Regions from separate parts of the Sus scrofa genome. Here region 2 is linked to region 1. Evidence: chromatin contacts called from public Hi-C data. All regions are on one chromosome and are shown on one strand. Each heading gives the region's core, a stretch centred on a gene start, on an enhancer-like site or on the middle of the called end of the contact. The rest is flanking DNA. Distances are from core to core; before and after follow the strand shown.

Evidence for each region. A called contact is a pair of places that touch in the nucleus more often than the background predicts.
Region 2: a contact with region 1 is called in a Hi-C map of liver, with 4 times the contacts expected there. The contact joins the enhancer-like site here to the promoter of RNF223 in region 1. A contact is called at or near these places in 3 of 47 Hi-C or Micro-C datasets (embryonic fibroblasts, heart right ventricle and liver) and 1 of 2 datasets of contacts at active chromatin or transcription factors (alveolar macrophages).

The regions. Positions count from the first base shown.
Region 1 is chr6:63,439,566-63,446,103 of Sscrofa11.1, forward strand. RNF223 (RING finger protein 223) reads right to left here and starts at 5,192. Exons shown (of 9, transcript XM_021095183.1): 1 at 5,061-5,192. It overlaps LOC106509643 (a long non-coding RNA gene), which reads left to right and starts at 5,300. Exons shown (of 3, transcript XR_002344844.1): 1 at 5,300-5,438.
Region 2 is chr6:63,407,461-63,413,528 of Sscrofa11.1, forward strand. It overlaps LOC100620540 (tyrosine-protein phosphatase non-receptor type 11-like), which reads left to right. Exons shown (of 15, transcript XM_021097586.1): 5 at 279-465; 6 at 548-667; 7 at 852-965; 8 at 1,107-1,203; 9 at 1,398-1,477; 10 at 1,825-1,980; 11 at 2,194-2,325; 12 at 3,060-3,214; 13 at 3,325-3,392; 14 at 3,521-3,836; 15 at 4,010-4,844. The coding sequence ends at 4,064. RNF223 (RING finger protein 223) reads right to left here. Exons shown (of 9, transcript XM_021095183.1): 9 at 5,620-6,068. Among named protein-coding and RNA genes, the nearest start is that of RNF223, 34 kb to the right of the region's middle. Within about 2 kb of position 3,696, at least 49 of the 83 cell types and tissues checked have an H3K27ac peak or open chromatin away from gene starts, as enhancers often do. A contact at or near this core is called in alveolar macrophages, embryonic fibroblasts and liver, where this site is marked.

The DNA.
Region 1 (6,538 bases), core at 3,942-6,441:
TTTTGGGGTTTTTTCTGAGGAATTGACAAGCTGATTCTAAAATGTATATAAAAATGCACGAAGTTCCCATTGTGGCTCAAGGGTAACGAGCCTGACTAGTATCCATGAGGATAAGGGTTCAATTCCTGGCCTTGCTCAGTGGGTTAAGGATCCAGCATTGTTGTCAACTGTGGTGCAGGTCGAAGACATGGCTCAATCCTATGTTGCTGTGGCTGTGGTGTAGACTGGCAGCTGCAGCTCCAATTTGACCCCTAGCTTGGGAACATCCATATGCTGCAGATGGGGCCCTAAAAAAAAAGGAAAAAAAATGGAAAAAAACCTAGAATAGCCAAAGCAATTTTTAAAAAGAAAAACAAGCATGGAGGATTTACACACTCTAACCCGAAGATTTTTTGTTTGTTTGTTTGTTTGTTTAGGGCCACACCCTCGGCACACAGAGGTTCCCAGGCTAGGGGTCTAATTGGAGCTGTAGCCACCAGCCTACCCACAGGCACAGCAACTCGGCAACACAGCAAGCCGCGTCCGTGACCTACACCACAGCTCACCGCAATGCCAGATCCTTAACCCACTGAGCGAGGCCAGGGATGGAACCCACAACCTCATGGTTCCTAGTCGGGTTCATTAACCGCTGAGCCACGACAGGAACTCCTCTAACCCGAAGATTTATTATCAAGTCACAAGACTGTGTGGACTGCTGAACAGATAAACAGATCAATGTTAACAGGATCCAGAAATAGACTCTCACAAACACACTCAAATGATTTCTGACCAGATGCCAAAGCAATTCGATGGGGAAAAGAAAGTTTTTTAACAAATAGTGCTGGGTCAACTGGTTATTCAAATAGAATTAACAAGTCAACCTCGACTCACATCACATGGAAAATTAATTAGAGATGGCTTATGGAGCCAACAGAAAAATGGAATCTACAAACCTTCTATACGAAACTACAGGAACCCATCTTTGTGACTCCTGGTTAGGCGAAAGCTTTTAAATCAGACACAGAAAGCATGAACCAAAAAAGAAAAACCACTGGCTGATAAATTGAACGTCATTAATATTAAAAACTTCTGCTCATTACAATACATCATTATGATGGATATAAATCCTACATATTTGTCAAAACCCACAGAACAACGTATCACAGAGAGTAGACTCTAAAACATGCAAAAAGAGGTCTCCTGGTGGCTCAGCAGGTTGAGGATCTGGCATTGTCACTACAGTGGCTCGGGTCAATGCTGTGGCTTGCATTCGATCCCTGGCCTGGGAACTTCTGCATGCTGTGGGTGTGGCCAAAAAAAAATCTGAAAGTAGGCTAAAACATGCAAAAAAAATCAATACCACCAACCAGAAGGTCAGGGATCTCAGGATGGAAAGCAGACCACAACCACAGACTCTCACTCTATCACAACCTGGGACACAAACACACTGAAGGGAACAGGAAGACAGTGTTCTGACTAGAAAATGTAAAACCAACGATAAAAAGAAACCGCAAATAAACACGGTGGTCAAGATGGCGAATTTGCCCCTCAGGATGGGGGTCTATGGGGGAGCGATTCTGAAACTGCTTTTCATGTGCACTGGGGTGGGACAAACACGTAAACCATGGCCATGGTGGTGAGAAGGCCACACACGAGCACTTTTACTACAGAGTCTAGGTTACAGACTCACACCTGTCCATCTGGTGAGGGGACTGCAGGCAATGACAGCCCAGCCCCAGTGCCCACGCCCACTGCCAGATCCTGGCTTCTCCAGCCCACTCTCCAGTGAAAGGAACCAGAGCTCCCTGGAGAAACGGCTGAGTCTAGGCCTGAGGCAGGGATACAAGACTGAGTGAGCAGCTGGAGCAGTTGGCAGTGCCAGAAAGGAAAGAAGGGCTCAAAACAACTCAGGGCAGAGGGTGGCCTCCCAGTGGCCAAGGCTGGACCAAGGTGGGCAGACAAAGAGCGCAGAGCTGGTTCCCCTCCAAAGTGCAGACGAACGCCCACAAGTCCGTCCTTCAAACGGAATCCAAACCGCCCCCGGGGAAGGACAGGACAGGAGAACTCTCCTTGGCAGACACCACCTGAACCAAGCGACCAGGACCAGGTGTGGATGCCAGGTGCCCCTGACACGATGTGGCTAGAGGGTCATCTCACCTCTGGAGTCTTCGTCCCAAAAACCCACACCCCCGTCCAACCATGAGAAAACACATCAGACAAACGCAACATCAGGGACATGCTACAAAAACAGCCAAGCAGCCCTTCTCAAAACTGTCCGGGTCATGAAAAGACAGGATCCTGGCCAGCATCCGGGGCACAAAGAGGACACGGGGGCAGCACATGGCCTGACACCTGGAGTGCAGGGGACAGTAACGGAGCCTCAGTTTCCACAAACGCCCCTTGGTTGGCAACCTCCCTGTGAATCTAAAACCATTCCAAAAATTTTAAAGTTAACTTTTTAAGACACCATTAATAAAATGAACAGGCAAGTCAAAAAATGGGAGCTACCATCCCCAATACATCTATCCGACCAACAGCAAGGGCCTTACAGCTTGACTTTTTTTTTTTTAAAGGCGACAGATTTGACCAGACACTTCAGAAAAGAGGTTGGGGAGGGCGCCAGAGACGGACACACACGCTCGGCACAGCACTCAAGGAGATGCAGGCTGAAGACAAGCCACTGGGCCCCAGAGCACACACGCAGGAAGGCGCTGCTCAGGGTCACACAAGACAGCCCGGAGACCAGCCATCAGAAAATGCCCACCACGCTGTGCGCGGCCAGGGGCACCCCGTGCCCGTGAGCTCTCACACAGAAACAGTGAAGAGCCCTGCCTGCGCTTCTGGCGGGGGCGGGGGAGGGGGGGTCGGGGGCGGCTGGGAAGGTTTACAAGGTTCATCAGCCGGCACAGCTTAGACCAGACGCTGCTCCTCGCAGAACTAGGGGCTGGGAGGCCCAAGGTCAAGGTGCCGGCAGACCCGGCGTCTGGCGAGGGCCCTTCCTGGCCTGCAGACGGCCACCTTCTCACCGTCCTCATGGCCTTTCCTTGGTGTGCGAGCAGGGGTCATGTGAGCGGGGTGTGGGGAGGTCGCTCTGTCTTGCCCCTGCCCTCAGGGCACCGATGCCAGCACGGGCCCCAGCTCACCCCGATCACCTCCCAAAGGCTCCACCTCCAGACACCATCACACTGGGGTCATGGATTTGGGGCGACAGAGCCAATCGGCCCACAACACAGGGGAACCTTTAGGGAAGACAGAACTGTCCTGTCATGATGGGCGTGCAGGTGACAGTTGTACGCCTTTGTCAAAATTGATCAAACGGAGCCTGTGCATTTCATTTATGTGAATTACACGCACTAACTGAATAAATGCAATTCATTTTCTATTTTGAAGATCTCATGGGAGCCAAACAGCTAAGTAATGGAGCACGAGTTTCCACAATGTAATGCAGTTTGGTGAGAATTTACACTGTACTGTGCGTTCTTGCACAGCTCATTCTTCCTTAGAAAAAGTGGTTTCAATGAAGAAGTCACTGTGATTCTGCACAAGTAACACATCACGAAGCGGGTGGAATCACTCTGACCAGTCAACAGGGGCTGGGTGCTGGCTGGACAACCATGTAAACGGGCTCCCTGGTAGGAAGCCTTGCCTGGATGACCACTGCAGGGGGCGGTGGACGCCACATACATACCGCTCCTCCAGGCTTTGCGGCGGCTGTGGCTGGAGAGGGGGGGTCGCCAGCTTTAAAAATCACATGCGCTGGAGTTCCCATTGTGGCGCAGCGGAAACGAATCCAGCTAGGAACCATGCGGTCGCAGGTTCGATCCCTGGCCTCGCTCAGTGGGTTAAGGATCTGGCATTGCCGTGTGCTGTGGTGTAGCTCGCAGACATGGGTCGGATCTGGTGTTGCTGTGGCTGTGACATAGGCTGGCGGCTACAGCTCCAATTAGACCCCTAGCCTAGGAACCTCCATACGCCCAGGGGGTGCAGCTCTAAAAGATGAACAGACCAAAAAAAAAAAAAATCCCATGTGCTGATCTTGTTTCTCCCACTGCCCAGCACAGCACGGGAGGACCTGCTGGATCTCCAGCCCCTCAGGGCAGGTTCCTGCCAGTCACTTTCTCAGCAAGCAAAGGGAGCAATGTGGCTCTCAGGACAAAAGGAGAACTGTGTGTGGCCCTGTTCATTAACATGTTTCTCAACCCGAAAGTCCCATCGTGCTGATGGAGAACCGATGGTGTACACAATCTGACTGGATGCAAAGTCTGTGTACGTGTAGGTGCTCCGTGGACTCCGCAGCCCTGAGAAGGTACTGATGGGAGGACCCCCGGAACTCCCCAGGGGGTTCCTGGCCGTGGGGATGCGGAATTCTCAGTACTGTGGTGACTAGAGATCATTCTTCAAGTGAATTACGCTTACCTTGCAGAACAGGGCGGTGCAGGGAGGGTCCTGGGGTGACCACCCTCCAAGGCACGTTTGCTCTGTCTTTGGGAGACGCACACCGGGGCGGGGTGGAGTGCGCGTGTGCCAGAAGAAACTTTCCGTAAAATTCAGATTTTATTTCCTTCTAGGAGCTTCTGCATTCAGATTATGGCTGAACAAGGCTGCTACGGGGGCGCGGGCTGAGGCGCAGAGGACGAGGCCCAGCGCTACCTCCAGCACCGCGGTGACCCTGAGAACACAGGACAAAGCCGGGCCACCTGAGCGCCCCGCCACCAGGGAGCTGCGTTTGCAGGAGCGCTGTGAGAAGCGCGTCCAAACCCCCCGATCTTAATGAACTTAAACTAGAACGTCAATTAAATCGTTCTGGTGACTACGCACACGAACCCCTGTTGGACGAGGCCTGACACTCCAGTGGCGATCAGCGAGCTGAAATGGGAAACCTCCTGGGACTCGCGGTTCCTCCCGCGCGTCCGGGGCGCCCTGAGCCGGTGGCGGGGCGAGGGGCACAGAGAGAAAGGGCGGCCAAACCCCGCCGCCCTGACTGCCCCGGCGGGACTCCGCACAGCCAGGGCCGCCGCAGTCCCCGCCCCCAGCCAACCCCTAGCCAGCCCCCGCCCGCCCACTCCCGGCCCCTCACTCACCCCTGCGCCCTCCGGGTTCCTCTTTCATACCCCCCGCCCTCCAGGCGGTCGCGCTGTGCCCCCTTGGGACTTGAAGTCTCTCAGCCCGGGTGCCAGGGAGCACAGCTCCCAAACCGGAACTACAACTCCCGGCGGTCCGCGCGAGTCTCCTCCCCCGGAGGGTTCCAGGCCAGAGTTCTCGCGAGATCTGAAGGTTCGCGCGAAGCGACCTGGGAAATGTAGTCTAGGGCCCTAAACATGGCAGCAGAAGTAAGGGAAGGACTACGCCGCCGTCCGGCGTTGCCAGGAGACCAAAGAGCCCTGCAGTCCGAGGCGTCTGCGTTCCGGTTTCCGAAAAGTCGCCCGGGTCTCCTCCGTCAACGCTCGGCTGGACTGCCCGTCGGTTTCCGGCGGAGTAGCGGTTCCGGAGACAGCACAGGGTTCCAGTGGCGCATCCTGGGGAGAGGCGCCGCAGTACCTGGCGACCGCTTCCGCCCTGATGCCAGTCCCGCGCCCGGGCGCGGAGGACGGCTGGCGGGGAAAAGGCCTCTGCGATGTTTGCGTCCTCTCTGGGGGAGGGGTTCCCCAGGAAGTACTCTGTTCCGGGGCTGCCGAGCGCCCCCCTGCGCCCAGTTCTGCCACCTTCGTGACTCATGCCGCTTTCCGGGCGGGCAAAGCCCTTCTCACGGAGAGGGGCGGGGTAGTGGGATACCCGGGGCCCGGTCTGCACCGAGGGACGGACGTGCGGAGCTGGTCCCGGGAGAGGCTTTGCCTAGGGAGAAAAGAGAGTAAAACCACCACCGCCCTTGTGCTTTGTGTATCTTTGGGTGCGGGGACAGGGGGCGGATCTTCCGCAAGGGCGGCTACTGGGAGAGCAGTGCCTGGGCGAGTGAGTCTGAGTGAGAGGCCTGGACCGGGAAGGGCACCCACACAGCAAACTGCTGTCAGCATGGGCGCCTGTAACACTGGCTCTCAGATCTCTCCCCAGCATCCTTATTCAACATGAATAAGGATGGACGGGAAAGAAGTGTGATCTCGGGTTTCTCTGAACTGGTCGGACTGGTTGCTCTGTCCACGAAAGCTCCACCCCGTGACCTTGTGCCTCCCAGGGACTGTGACTGTCCCCCACAGTCAGTCCTAAAGACTGTGGGTGTGGGGTCTAGGTGACAGGACTGTCTGGCATCCTGGACTGGTTTGTCCCAACAGGATGACACAGGGGAATTTCTTTCTTTTTTCTTTTTCTTTTTTTTTTTTTTTCGCTTTTTTTTTTTTAGGGTCACATATGGAGGTTCCCAGGCTAGGAGTCAAATCGGAGCTGCCGCTGCCAGTCTACATCACAGCCACAGCAACGCAGGATTCAAGCCACGTCTGTGACCTACACCACAGCTCATGGCAACACCGGATCCTTAACGCACTGAGCGAGGCCAGGGATCGAACCTGCGTCCTCATGGATGCTAGTCAGATTCATTAACCACTGAGCCACTATGGGAACTGTGACA
Region 2 (6,068 bases), core at 2,446-4,945, 34 kb before region 1:
CCCTCCTTGCTGAGGACCAGGGTGCCACCTGGTGGTCACCCTATGGCACTGCAGGGCCCTCCTGTCCCACCTGCTGGGGAGGGGGAGAGGCGGAGAGGTGGGCCTGCCGGCGGGCCGACAGAAGCTGGCCTGGCTGAGGGTGCTGCTTGGTCACCCAAGGCCTGGGTGGGTCTGTGTCTCTTAGTGACTGTATCCCAGAGCCTTAGGCTCCATGTAGGTCAGTGACCCTTATCTGGCAGGCCAGGGCCCCCAGTCTCATCTGTACTGCCCTGGGCCAGGTGGTACCATGGGCACCTGTCTGGCAAGGAGGCCGAGAAGCTGCTGACAGAGAAGGGGCGGCCCGGCAGCTTCCTGGTTCGGGAGAGTCAGAGCAAACCTGGGGACTTTGTGCTGTCGGTCCTCACACAGCTGCTGGATAAGGCGGACTGCCAACCACGGGTCACTCACATCAGGATCCACTTCCAGGTGGGAGGGAGGCAGCAGCCGGGGTGGAGGTGTGGCTGGGGGGCGGGGGCATCAGCCAGGCCCCTCACTGCCTCCCTCACAGCCGGAGGGGAAGTACGACGTGGGAGGTGGGGAGCAGTTCGACACCCTGGGAGATCTGGTGGAACACTACAGGAAGAGCCCCATGGTGGAGAGGTCAGGGGCCATGGTGCACCTCGGGCAGGTATGCCCCCCGGCACGCGAACCCTGGGGTTCAGAGTGGGCTTCTCCCCCTGGCATAGCCACGCCCAGAACATAGGGCACCAGGCTGCGCTGAGGCAGGGTGGCCGAAGGGAAGGTTCCGAGGCCAGAGTGCCATGGAGTCCACTGGGCCCTGCTCGGCTGGAACACGCACCTCTCCCTTCCAGCCCCTCAAGGCCACACGAATCAAGGCTGCAAGCATTGAGAGCCGCGTGCAGGAGCTCAACAAGGTCATGGATGCCAGCGAGAAGGCCAAGCAGGGCTTCTGGGAGGAGTTTGAGGTGCCAGCCTGCTGCCCACTGCCCCCCTCTCAGACCCCTATCCTCTGGGATGTGGCGAGTGGGTGTGGGTCAGGGGGTGGGTATGGAGGGCTCTGGGGAAGGGTCAGAGTCTTGGGCTAAAGCAGACCCCCCCCCCACCAGCTGCTGCAGCAGCAGGAATGCCAGCTCCTGCATCCCCGGAGGGAAGGGCAGCGGCTGGAGAACAAGCCCAAGAATCGCTACAAGAACATTCTTCCATGTGAGGCGGGGGGCCGGGGCTCCACCACCACATTCACAGGCCCCTTCTGCAGAGGAGCCCAGGGGGTGGAGGTAGGGGTCATTGCCCCTTCGTGCCTTGTCTCCGCTCACCACGGGTCAGCGGGCAAGGAAGCAGACAGGGTCCACAAACACCCCCTCCTTCCTGGAGACCTGAGTGGCATCTTCCCTCCCCAGTTGATACCACCCGTGTCGTGTTGCGTGACGTGGACAAGAATGTGCCTGGGGCTGACTACATCAATGCCAACTACATCAGGGTGAGTGTGCGTGGCCAGCTGCATGCGTGGCCCTGCAAGGAACAAACACCAGTCTTCCTGTCCCCTTATTATGAGCCTGGAGCGCCTGCTGGCCTCTGTTTGTCTGTGGACCTTGGCAGGACAATAGATATTCAGGGGGAGGGGTTGTGACAGTGCCCTAGGGTCCCCAGAGAGGGCCTCAGAGCCTGCTGGACTAAATATTGGTCCTAAGCCCCTCCCCAGCCTAGAGTGGGAGGGACTTGTGTGAGCCAGCTGAGCTACTTTGCGTATCATTTGCATCAAATGCATTTGTCCTCTGGCACTGTAATTCCTGGAAATGCCAGGCAGCTGACCCCACCTCCTTTCAGAGTGACCCAGAAGAGAAGCCAGGCCATGGACTGGGCAAGTTGTACATTGCCACCCAGGGCTGCCTGCAGACCACGGTAGCTGCCTTCTGGGCCATGGTGCACCAGGAGAACACCCGTGTCATTGTCATGACCACCAGGGAGGTGGAGCGAGGCCGGGTAGGAGCTCAGGATCGTGTTCCCCTCTTCCTCCCACTGTGTGCCCAGCTGCACCTGTGCTGGCTGGTGCTGGCCCAGCCTTGCTTCTTCAGTCTTAGGGATTCTGGGGGGGAAGGGATTTTCCCGGAGAGACCCTGTATGCCCCACAGCACCGAGGGGCAAGGGCGCTGGTGGTCTTCCACCATGGCTGATGCAACGCACCCACCCTTCCAGAACAAGTGTTTCCGATACTGGCCAGAGCTGCATGGCAGCCAAGGGTATGGCCACCTGCGTGTGCGCAACGTGGCTGAGCACTGGGCTCAGGGCTATTGTGTGCGGGAGCTGCAGGTGTGGCAGCCAAACCAGGTGAGTCTGGAGGGCAACGGGACATGTTGGGCCAGGGTCAGAGGGGTCGGGAAGTCCCCAGGTCTTCACTAGGATGAGGCAGCCCTGTGCTGGCCCCGCCTCCACCCAGCCCCACTGGCCTTAGTGGCTTCCATGTCCCTCAGCCCAGTGGGCACAGTGTCCCCAGGCAGGCAGGTTCTCAGCTCCTGTTGCCTGGCTCCAGGTGGCCTCCTACCCACACCTGCCTCTCGCTCTAGTCCTTCCCTGGGCCATCTGGGTACCTATGGACTTCTTTGGGTGCCAGTGGTGCCTATTTCTGTCCCAGGCACAGATCCCTCCAGCCAGTCCCATTTGTCCATCCACCTTGGGGGGGTGGGGCTCCTGCAAGCCTCTGGGGGGGAAGGGATTTTTTTTGGCCCTTCCCAAATAGAACTCACTGTCCAGGGAAGCTGCCCCCACCCCCGATGGTCTTTCTTCCCTTACCCACTGCACCTGAGCCACCCGGGGCCATCTGGGGGTCCCCCAAGCTTTGAATACCATCATTTCCTCCCACTCCCTCCTGCTCCTGGGCCCTGCGGGACATTCCTTCTGGTAAACTCCGCTGAGCCACGGCCCCCCTCCTCCGGTTCATTCCCTGCGCCCCTCCCGCCCGAGAGTCACGGCAGCGCCTGCTCCAATCCTGCCACACTGCGGTCCGGCCCTCCTGGGATCCGCCCAGACTGCCAGGCTGGAGCTCACCAGCCTGCCCTGCCCAGGAGGAGTCGCAGCGCGTTGTGAAGCACTATCAGTACTGCAGCTGGCCGGACCATGGAGTCCCGGCCGAGCCTGCCGGCGTCCTGGGCTTCCTGGACGAGGTGAACCGGGCGCAGAACAGCATGCCAGGGGCCGGACCCGTGGTGGTGCACTGCAGGTGCGAGCCGGGACAGGGCGTGGTGGGGCCAGCGGCACAGTGCGACTGGGGAAGGGGTCAGAGCTTTGTCCCATCAGCTGGCCACAGGCCTCCCTGGTCCACCTCCACAGCGCGGGCATCGGACGCACTGGCACCATTATTGTGATTGACATCCTAGTGGACATCGTTCGCAGGCAGGGTGAGCCGCCCCAGGCCCACCCCTCCTTGTCCGCCCCTCCCTCCCATCTAGCCCCGCCCCCCGCCATTGCAGGGCCCCGCCCATTTCCTCTAGCCCTCCCACCCCCTCCTGAGTGCGCTCGTCCCCAGGGCTGGACTGCGATATCGACGTCCCCAAGACGATCCAGCTGGTGCGGCGACAGCGCTCCGGGATGGTGCAGACGGAGGCGCAGTACAAGTTCGTGTACCTGGCGCTGCAGCGGTACATCCAGGGACAGCAGCTGCGCCTGCGCGAGCAGGAGGCGGGGCCGGTCCGGGGCGGAGCCAGCGCGGGCATCACCATGGTGACCAGCGGTCCCTCCCCTCAGCGCGAGCCGCCTAAGGAGCACGACTCTCTGAACGTGGGCGCCTTGCCAGCCGACCGCGGCTGTAGCCCGGGACCCGCGCCGTCCCCGGCACCCGAGGCGTGAGTAGGTCGTCGAGGATCGGGGCCGGCGGAGTCCGGACCCGGAGCGGGGAGGCCTTGAGGGCGTGGCCTCGGGCGTGGGGAGGCGGCCCCGCCGAGGCCTGGGGGCGTGGCCCGAGGCGAGGGGGCGGGATCTCAGGTGGGCCCCAGCCCAAGCACGTCTCTACCCGCAGGACCCCAGAGGCCTCCGGTCGCGAGTACGAGAACCTGCTGGGCCTCAGGCCCTGAGAGCCCCGCGTGCGAGCGCCCTGAGTAGGGCTGGAGCCGTGCGAGGAGACGGGAGGCCAGCAAGGCCGGCCCTCGCGTTCCTCCGAGGGACTGTGTTTAGGACTGCAGACCAGCGCCCATGCCAGAGCGCGCGGGGGAGGGCGCCCAGGCCTGCCCCTCAGACCTGCCCTAACCCGGCCTGCACGCCCAGGAATGGGGAGGGGCGCTCAGGAGTTGTGTTGCTGGCCCTCCAGGGGCTCCCAGGCGAAGGTGGAGGAGGAGAGGCAGGGCTGCTGTTTGTCTTGGTGTGGTATGGGAGGCCACCAGTGACCACCTGCATGGCGCAGTGACCACGTGTGACTTTGTGTGAGCCACGTATTTGAGTGTCACGGCCTGTATTTGGCACATGAGCAAGTGAGTGGCAGTCTGTGCTTGACCAGACTGTAGTCACCGGCGTTTGTGGCCCCTGCCCTGCATCCTGTGCATCCCCCCGTACCCCTTCGGAGCTGCTCCTCCCCCTGCCCACAGCCATGGTCTGGGATGTGGCCCAGGCAGTGGCTCAGTCCCTGCTGTGTCCAAGCCTGGCCCAGACCATCACATTGCCGTCATGTGTGGATAAATGCTTGTTGAACGAGGGAATGTGTGACGTGCTCCTGTGACCATATGATGAGGGCGAGGCTCCATGTGTGCATGACTGGTGTGTGGCACTGTGACGTCACTGCACGTGGCCCATAGTTGCAGCCTCGTGTCACAGATGGCCCTGTGGCCCTGTGGTATCCTCAGTAAAATGCCTTATTCTCAGTTCTGTGTCTTTGTTGGGGTCTGGGGAAAGGGAGCACATGGGGCCCCACAACGGGCCCCAGCTTCCCCAGGGGCTTCCTGGGCCAGAGGCCCAGCTGGTTGGAGCAAGAAGTCCTGGACTTTGGGGTGAGGGATGAGGAGGCTGAGTCCCATACCAGCCAGGACCAATCTGGTGGTGCAGGATTCCTGGGGCCGAGAGCAGAACTGGGCGGGGATGGGGTAGATGATATTGGCAGGACTCCTGCCAATCCCTCGCCACACTCGCTTCGCCAGCCAGGTGTGGCCCAGGGAGAGTCTGCTGGAGGGACCTGAGGCCTGTGGATCTTCAGAACGTGCTAGTTGTCACCACCTCCACTTCTGTACACCCTGAGGCCTCAGTTCCCCGGGGATTTGGGGATCCCGTGGGCCCCCAGTCAGGGCTCCTGGCAGGGCTGTGGGGCCATGACTTCTGGGGGATGCAGCCTGGTGTGACCACGGTGGGGGATGAGGAGGAGGGCTGTGGACCAGGCCAAGGCCCCTCACCGGTCCTGCCTACCCAGTGCTCTGGGCCCTTCCCCTCTCCCAGGGGGCACCTCATGGCCCTGGGGGACAGCCCATCCACAGCCCAGAGGGGACAGGTGTTGGATCCTCTAAAACCCGGGGCTGCTGGGAGTCCAATCCAGTGGGGGTGTCCTTTGGATGGAGGGTCTTTGCGACAAAGGCAGACGGTGGGCCTTTCTGGAGGGAGGGGCTTAATGGTGCAGGAAGGAGGACACACAGAGTGAGGGCACCTTCCTAAAGTGGGTACAAAATAATTTATTTAACACTGTACAATTCAGGAGGGTGGGATGCGCACCGGGGGCCTGGGCACCCTACCCCTGCCCTCTGTTCCCTGATCACCCAAGGGAAGGGGCCAGCCCCACCTGAGCAAGGGAAGGAGCTGTGGTGAAATGTGAAGAAAAAATGGAGATGGAGAGCCTCCTCCGTTTTCAGCAAGGGGCTGGTCCTGCCGGCCGTTCACAGTGTGTACAAGGAGGGGCCTCACCAAGCCGTCTCTCCTGGGCCTCCGTTTCCCCATCTCCATGATGGGAGGTGGGGATGGGTCTTAGGGCCCATAGGAACCTGTGATTCTCGGGAGCTCAGGGGACCTTTTTGTCCACCCCATAGGACCCAGCCCCAGAGAGGGAGGCAAGTGAGCCCCGTGGGGTAGGGAGATGCTGGGGCTCCTCCAGAATCCCGGGCAGG